Regions from separate parts of the Arabidopsis thaliana genome. Here region 2 is linked to region 1. Evidence: chromatin contacts called from public capture Hi-C data. All regions are on one chromosome and are shown on one strand. The core of a region is the stretch at or near the end of the contact, and the rest is flanking DNA. Distances in the headings are between cores, read along the strand shown.

The links. Capture Hi-C pulls out chosen DNA fragments and counts their contacts.
Region 2: a capture Hi-C map of seedling shows a contact between it and region 1, with 1.6 times the contacts expected there. A contact is called at or near these places in 2 of 26 Hi-C or Micro-C datasets (callus and root), 1 of 2 datasets of targeted methods (shoot) and 2 of 3 other capture datasets (root and seedling).

Annotation. Positions count from the first base shown.
Region 1 is chr1:8,186,940-8,191,279 of TAIR10.1, forward strand. It overlaps AST91 (sulfate transporter 91), which reads right to left and starts at 2,295. Exons shown (of 11, transcript NM_102157.4): 1 at 1,767-2,295; 2 at 1,602-1,650; 3 at 1,309-1,516; 4 at 600-771; 5 at 457-522; 6 at 78-191. The coding sequence starts at 2,015.
Region 2 is chr1:8,233,061-8,237,400 of TAIR10.1, forward strand. AT1G23205 (Plant invertase/pectin methylesterase inhibitor superfamily protein) reads right to left here and starts at 1,959. Exons shown (of 1, transcript NM_102169.3): 1 at 893-1,959. The coding sequence starts at 1,791. The coding sequence ends at 1,174.

The DNA of each region.
Region 1 (4,340 bases), core at 1,045-3,544:
ATTAATCCTAGATTTCAAAAATTCTGCAAAACAAAGAAACAAAAACAGAGAATTGGTTTAGGTAAGAGGAAACTTACGACGCTGATTCCGTGACGCTCGGCTCTGAAAACAAAGACAAGAAGTGTAGAGACGATAACGGAAAGAAGTGGTGCTCCGGCTGAGACCCAAAACAGCTTCGGCTTCTTCATGCTCTGCGTTAAATTTCCATTCTTATTATTACTTAAGAGGAAACCAGATCAAAGTATGTAATAGCTATTTAAGTCATTAAATTAATTATATATTTAACTTTTTGATGAAATAACAATTTGTTTTTCTACTCCAAAACAATTAGTTCGTTATTTATGGCGGGAAGAACGTATAGAGAGAAACAATGACGGTCCATCGTAACAAATGTTGTACATGCATATTGAGGGAGAATGAAAATGATAAATGAATAGTGAGAGGTAAGCAACATACGAGGTGACGTGTCGAGAGCAAGAAGAGCAAGAAGCAAACTCCCATCACAATTGTTTGCCATGACCACTGTATAATAGTAACATTGTAAATAAAATTGACTAAAATACAGGAATTAGGAAAAAGAAGAAGAAGAGAAATTAAACCTCGTTGGTGTGTTGGAAAACAGAGGAGAGAACAGGGACTACACTCATATGCTTTGTGAAATGAGTTATCCCAAGCAGACCCTTTAGCTGTTGGAGTGATACAATTATGGCTGCTCCACCCATAAACCCTATTAGCGTCGCTTTTGATAGAAAGTCTATTATAAATCCCAGCCTACATATTAAAAAATAAATACAGTTAACACAATGTCTCTTTTTCTTAAACAACATCTTCTCCATTGCCACTTGGTGGTGCAATTACTCTTTTTTGTTTGATCATGAATTATTTTATATTTGTGTTAGAATACACATTAATATTTCTTAGAACATTTTATGAAAATATTTATTTTTCACTAGTGATAGAATAATAATATATGATTGATTAATGATTATTTATCACTTTTTCTAAAAAGCTTATTATATTTTGGACTAGGGTCAATAATGATAATTGTCTAGTAAATATGTACTACCCAAACATTAAACCTGAAAACAATCTTAACTTTGTTTTCTAATCTTGAAAAGCAATTAATATAAGCACCGACGACATTTAACATTTAGTAATACTAGCGTGTACATGTAACCCTACAGACTGCCACTAGCCTAGCACAGGCCCAATATTGACCTCACATAACACACTATATTTCAACAGATATAAATCATGGTTCATGCAAAGCTACAAAAAACTTTTTAGGTAAATATATAAATTTATAACCTGAGGATTCCAAGAGAGGCTTGAAAGAGACCAGCAAAGAAGGTAGAAGAGAAGGCTAGCTGTAGAAAGAGAACAGGATCGTCTACGGGAGATACTTGTTGCCTTAGCATGGATCCTAAGATTAACGACGCTATGGAGACTGGTCCCACTGCTAGATCTCTTGAGCTTCCCAAGACCGCATAAACCAACGGTGGCACGAAGCTCGAGTCTACACATACATCAACACACGTGTTTATGTAACGGTCTATAATGTTTCATGTATATTCTATTCAATTTTACTTTCAGATTCTTACATAGACCAACGATTGGTGGCAAATTTGCTAGCTTCGCGTAACTAATCCCCTGTTTTTATGAAAACCAAGAAGACGAAGATTATAATCAAGAATTGCATAAAATGGTGGTCGTTATTGATCGGAACGTGAAAATGGGTCGTCGTCGGATTTTTGATACGTACGTACCTGAGGAATAGCTAAACTAGCGATGGTAAGACCTGAAACGACGTCGGATTTGAGTAGGCTGAAGCTGTACTCAGGACACCATTGGAGGATTGGAAAAATGTATTGAGCGGCGCGTATGAGCTTGGTACGGTTTGGTTGTCCTCTGAACTGTCTTAAGGGATCGTCCGGGAAGAAAGTCTCCTTCAGTTTTGTCTTTAGCTTTGCCACCGTGCTCTTATGCGGCGGAGCAACCACCTTGTGCACCTCCATTAATTGGTTTTCCTAAGAATTTTTGTCACCAATGTGTGATGTTTCCTCTCTTGGCTCTTTGCTGATAATTTAAACATGAGTATTATTTCGGGTCGGTCTTTACATTTTATAATGGTCTTATCTTGGCCTATCTTTTATTTTTGATATGAAAAAAAAAAAAATTCGGAAAGTTACACGTATACTGTTGTCTCTGTATTTTTTTTTTGTTTTGTAATTTGAGCCGATAATCCGTTGTGAATTTCTCTTTTTTTTTTTTGTTGGCGTTTGTCTATTATTTACCCTATGAATATTGATTCGTGTAAAAAAAAAAAACTGATTCGTGTCTATGCTCCAAATCTTTCACATTTTCTATGTTCGATTAAAGATGAAATACATAAGAAAAACATAATATTTTAATTAAAACATTCGCGCGCCACCTTGAGAACTTGTAATAATGCATATATAGCTATGACGTATTTAAGTGGTTGTAAAGACAAAAAACAAAAACAGAGTTTTATAATTATGATCACTGGTATGGTAGATGCATAGTTTTGTGAAGCGACTGACAAATAGAACATTTTAGTTGAATGATTTTATTTTTGTAGAAAATAATATAACAACAACTAATTAGTATCTTTTTTATTAAGTACGATAAGTACTAATTATAACACTATATATATATTTGTAACCATAATTTTTTTAACATTCTTAGTTTCCAAAATTTTAAAATGCAAGAACCTCAGTACAACGTTTTCTCCGTATTTAGTTGATGTTAATGTTATAGTAGGAAAAAATGTTCTAAATTAGATGATGTTTTTAATTTTTAATGCAATATTAATTAGTTTTTTTTTATTGGTTTTGATGATTTATAATATACAGATAATTTTTTCTATTGGTTAATTAGATAAATTGATGTTTAAAAAAATAAAATTAAAAATGATTCAATCGGTGTACAAAAACTTTAAACACCAAGTAAAAAGACACGAAGATAGTACTATAATACTATGAATAATAAATAAATGGGTGAATCTATATATACATTTTTGCAGCCATTTTGTGAAATAAATCCTGGAGTTGGAACTTATTTACAAAGGCTGCCACTGACTTTTAATTATTAGTTTTTTAGCAATAAATTGATTAACAAACGAAAAACATTCTAAATATATTCCAATCCCATATATCACGCAGATTTTTCCAAAATTTAAACTAAATTTCGGCAACTAATTAAAACAAAAAATGTTTGACAACCCAAAAGACAATTGCAATCCCTTAAAATGAGCAAAACGCAACTAAATACATTTTTTATCAATTCACTAAATCTTATTTCTTCAAAATTTGAACTAGATTTCGACAACTATTTAAAACAAAATTTTGTTTGACAAACTAAAACACAATTGCAATCCCGTAAAATATTTATTTTAATTATAAATTTAAATTAGCGGGGTACCGCGAGCTTTTTTTACAGGACGGGTTTGGCGGAACGGGTTTGGAAGGACGTTACTTAATAACAATTGTAAACTATAAAATAAAAATAATTTATAAATAGATATAATTTGCAAAATTTTTATATATATTAACTTAAAAAAATAAATTATCTCCGCGGTGTACCGCGGATTAAAATCTAGTTACATATTAAAAACATAACAACTAAGAAAATTTGAGTATCAATAATGCATAACTATCTGTTCATGTACCCGTTGAGATCGCTAACAAACAGAGAGACGATCAGACGACCAACTAGCTAGTCTACAGTAGGAGTTGTTAGTTGTTACATTGACCCGGACAAAAAATGTTGATGATTTTAGACTTATCGTCTTTGGCTAAAGATATTAATACATATCTATATAACATATTTATATATATGGATATAATGTCTGATCTTGCATCAACAATTATCCAAGATAATTGATTAACACTAAAATTAACAGCGGTTGAAAAACTGTATATGTTGCAAACCAAATTCATAACCGAGCCAACTTGTTGTGATCCAATGTTAGTAGGATCATTATGAAATCGGAGGATAAAAATTCCTAGTAATTCAAAGTATAATAAGTGATATTATAGTTTGATACTCCAAGATTGTCTTTTCGTGTGAATCAGATCAAGTATATATTAATTTAATAAGTGAATCTCGGACATTCCTTGTTTCTGGTGAAAGAAACGAAACGACCATAATTAAAAGCATTCTTTACATATTCATATAAGATGAATGATCTAACCAAACTTATTAAAGAAGTAGAAAAAATTCCGACCAAACCTATCTACGTCGGTAATATGCATGGCAAAAACCTACAATTTTAACCTACATATTTTCTCAATAAGAAGTGAATGCTAACTGAATCTATT
Region 2 (4,340 bases), core at 709-3,208, 46 kb after region 1:
TTAAATTAATAATTGGTTTTGAATTTGAATCTCTGATCATCATGTTAACGAAGATTTTCTTATAATTAATCATTAACATTTACGGTTGGTGTATCGTATATGAATAAATCACATGTATACGAATCTACGTTTGGTGGACCAAACACTATAGTTTATATTCCCGGACTTGGAAAACAGTGGTGACACACAGACACACACACGTTTATACACATACCGACATACGCACATATCACATATATATTCGAAAATGGGTACAAAAATATAAGTGTATGCATGTTACAAAACATTAGATTATCATTTGTATGAGCTTAATTTGCAACATATTGAATATTAGAATTACCTCTATAGCTTGTCCAGCATTAACATATAACGTCAGTGTATAATAGACTAATAGTGGTGGATTTCCAGCGCATGCATACATTAGCCACTATATACTTCTTTTTAATATATGGAGCACCATTAGCCGCCATTAGATATCAATAGTGTGCTTTATTCATCACTTTGAAAGTCAGAATATAGAGATAGTAGTACTTATTTGTAGCCTGTATATCAAACCTTATTACTGAAAGAGAAAACTGCTTAATTATATAATGTGTGTCATTTAGGTTATAATTGGTAATTTGCGTTTTAAACCTATCTATTGCAGTTTTTAGACTTTTATAATTTTATTCTTCTGATTTTTTTTTCTATACTTTTTATCACCACTTGAATTAACTACACAACGACAATAAATTTATATTGTCCACCACTAAATTTTAAATTCAAATAAAGTCAACTTATTTCTTGTTTTTTTCGATCAGAAAGCTAAAAGCAGCTCATACAATTTTGTACCTCATAATGATGTTCTAATTTGTTTGAAACCTTCTAAAACGATTTATAGTAAAAGGACAAAATCGCTTGACAAAAAAAAACAGAAGTAAAAGGACAAATAGATATAAGAAATAATTGACTACTAATTCTTTTTACACACACTTGATTCTTTTCGTAATTTCGACAAACAAAAAGCGTTAACAACTACATAATATCACTATTTCATTACAGCCAATCACAAACAGGCTTATCTTATTATATCTCTATCATGCACGCGTGATAACCAAAAACATTTAAACAATAACTTCTTTTTCAAGTAAGAAAAAAAAGAAGAAGAATATTTAGTGAATAATGATAAAATGATCAATGTATGGCCTTATCAACACATCGATTAACTAGAGCCAACGCATTACTAGTCATCTTTTTAACGTCATCGACCCGTGCGCATATGTCATCCTTCCTCGGCTCATCGTGAATGTCTTTAAATCCGTCCGTACAAGTCTCCTCATCAGTTAAAGCCGCACTGAGCCACGTCTGCACGTTACTCATTTGGAACCTGAAGGACTCGAGCGAGCCAGTCGAGACCAGCTCCCTCATCTGTTTCATCGAGCCTTTCATTTCTTCGACCGCGTCTTTAAGATTGTCGAAGCAGTCGTGAAAAACAGCGGCTGCGGTTGGGTGGTGAGCACCATCTTCGTTGCTCTCTGGCTGGAGAGTGGTGATATTGGCGAGGTATGAGGCTAAGTCGAGAGTCTTGGTGAGAGTGACGGAGATGGCGGCTCGAGCCAAGAGGGCTGGATCGTTGTGAACAGAGCTAGAGAAGGAGGAAAGAGAAGAGAAGCATAGGTCAGGGTATAATGTGGTGTTGCAGCTAGTACGGATGAAATCTGAGTCGTCTGATTGAGAATGGACGGTCAGGATTAATGGGAGGACGCTGGCTAAGAAGAAGAAGAGAAGTGGTTGATGAAGAGAAAGTTTCATGGTTTCTTGTGACACGGAAGTGACTCTTTTTGGGTTATGGATGATTTTGGTTTTTGTGACCTCAAGTTTATATTTATACTGTTGATCATTAGCTAGGATTAATCCAAGCAGCCAACAATTTTAATGGGCCGATCTGGGCCTGAATATTGTGTATAAATAATAATGCTTTATACGTATGGCGAAATCAAATTTAAGAGATCTCGTTAATATCATGGCATAAAAAAATTGTATCAGACGTTTTTTTTTTTTTAGTATAGCCGATTGATACCCATACTAAATGGTCGCTTATGTTATCTTTGCCAAATGCCATCTCGTATATTTTTCTGTCTGTATTAACTTTTTAAATCAATTTTGTTTTCATGTTTAGCATTAACATCATCACACTTAGAAATTCACGACTTTTTTCTGGTTACTTGGTCAGTCCGAATTAATTTTCTGTTTAGTTAACGTAGTAAAATTAGGCACATTACATGATTTATAAAGTGGTCTCCAACTTCGCTAGATTCGAAACGAAACAAAAAAAAAGATATCTTCTATTTTTAAATAAAGATTTTAATGAAAAAACTCCTCAAATTTCGATTGATCCATTTTAAATCGAATAACTTGAGCTGAAAAGTGTTATTTTAGTAGTGTACAAAATGCCTAACTCAAAAGATATTAGTTTGAGATATATACACGTACGATAGAAAAACAATAATTAAAGAACCAGATAATCGTTTAGATTAATGCATTTTAAAGTACAAATTGATATCTTCATATTAAATCATTGTTTGACAATAATATTATAGAGTACATTCAAAACTAATTTGAATGATTTCCACGTCATGCATATCAAATAAAACTAAAGAATCCGCTTTTGAGTTAAAATTAATTTTCTGTTTTGGTTAACGCCCGTAGTCAAATTAGGAAGATTGGTCCTCATACATGAACAAGCATTGACTTCATTTAATGTTAGTTATCAACAAAAAGTTGATGAAATTTGCTATAAAATCGAGATGCTAGAAAGGAAAAGAAATCATATATATAAAAGTTGACCAATTTTTTCCTTATGAATGACACATCATCACACCAGTGAATGCTACATATCATTCTAAATTAATATTATTAAAATAAAATAAAACTTAGTGATAATAAATTAAAATTTTCACATTGCATTGAATCATCCATTAATAATCCCACTCTTAACTAAATATCTTCATTTAAAAGAAAAAATACAAAAATTATTTTAATGTATCAAACACTATTTTCATTTTATTTTTCTTATTTTGCTATTTTTTTAATAGTCATTACTTTATAACGACTAGAAATTTTCGTGTATTGCAACTTAGCTGTTTGCTACTTAACCTCTTTTAGTTTAGTAATTTTAACTTAGTCTTTTTTTTATTACATTTTTTGTCTACATGATATGTTTTTTGTGCTTTATGATAAATTGGTAACATTAATAATGACATACATGTTTTTGTAAGTAATGGTCTTTTGAGACGTTAGATCTATCAAAAATTTAAATAAACGACACTCTCTCCAATATGGCTATATGCAAATGCAAAAAGAGAAACCTAAAAATGTTGACTTAAAATACTCTTTTATTTTTGCCTTCTTTTTTTCTTTTATGTGAAAATATTTAAAACAGATGAGTAGTTAATTATACATTATGTTATTCAAATGATGTCAATTCAATATTTAGCTAAGAAATTATAGTTATACATTATGTTATTCCACAAGAACCTATCATGATGTGATTGGAATATTAGATTAGTAGAGAATACATGGAACAATAAATTGTTTGCTTAGAATCAAGTTAGGCAACTTTTAAACCAAATAAGTAACATAATTGCATACCATTTTATCATATATTATTGATGTAAGTATTTCATGATAGTTAAAAAGATTAGAATCTAGGGTATATAGATAAGAAGATTTATACATGAAAAAAATATAATCGATATTTAAATTAAAAGTGAATCTAACTATACAAATATAATTACATAAAATGAATATAATTTAATCAACTACATAATAGCAGACACGAAAATAACATAAATTACCAATAAAAATAGTTAATAAATTAGCAATAAAAATAGTTAAACATAATTATTATTAAATAATTTTCAAAACAACAATCCACGCGTAGCGTGGGTACTCACCTAGTTGTTATACAATAGAACAACAATTAAATATTGGAAATGAAAAACAATCTTTACGTTAAAAAAATAATCTAATAGCAATAATAATTTTTACATAAATCAAAAAAATCTAATAAATTATCGTACGACGATTGGTCGATTGGTAACGATTGCTACTTTTGGCTATAACGATTTTGACTGTAGAAAATTAGGATGCAAAGACTTTAGATATTTCAATCTTATTGGTAAAAATAAATTCTAATAATTATTTTTATTATTATTAAATATAGTTTATAAATATTATTTATGATAAGTATGAATTTATTTGAAAAATAGTGACTACAATTGATTTATTAATAATTATTTTTTTGAAAATTAAATAATTCATAAATAAATGAATAAATAAAAAACTCATTTTACAAATTC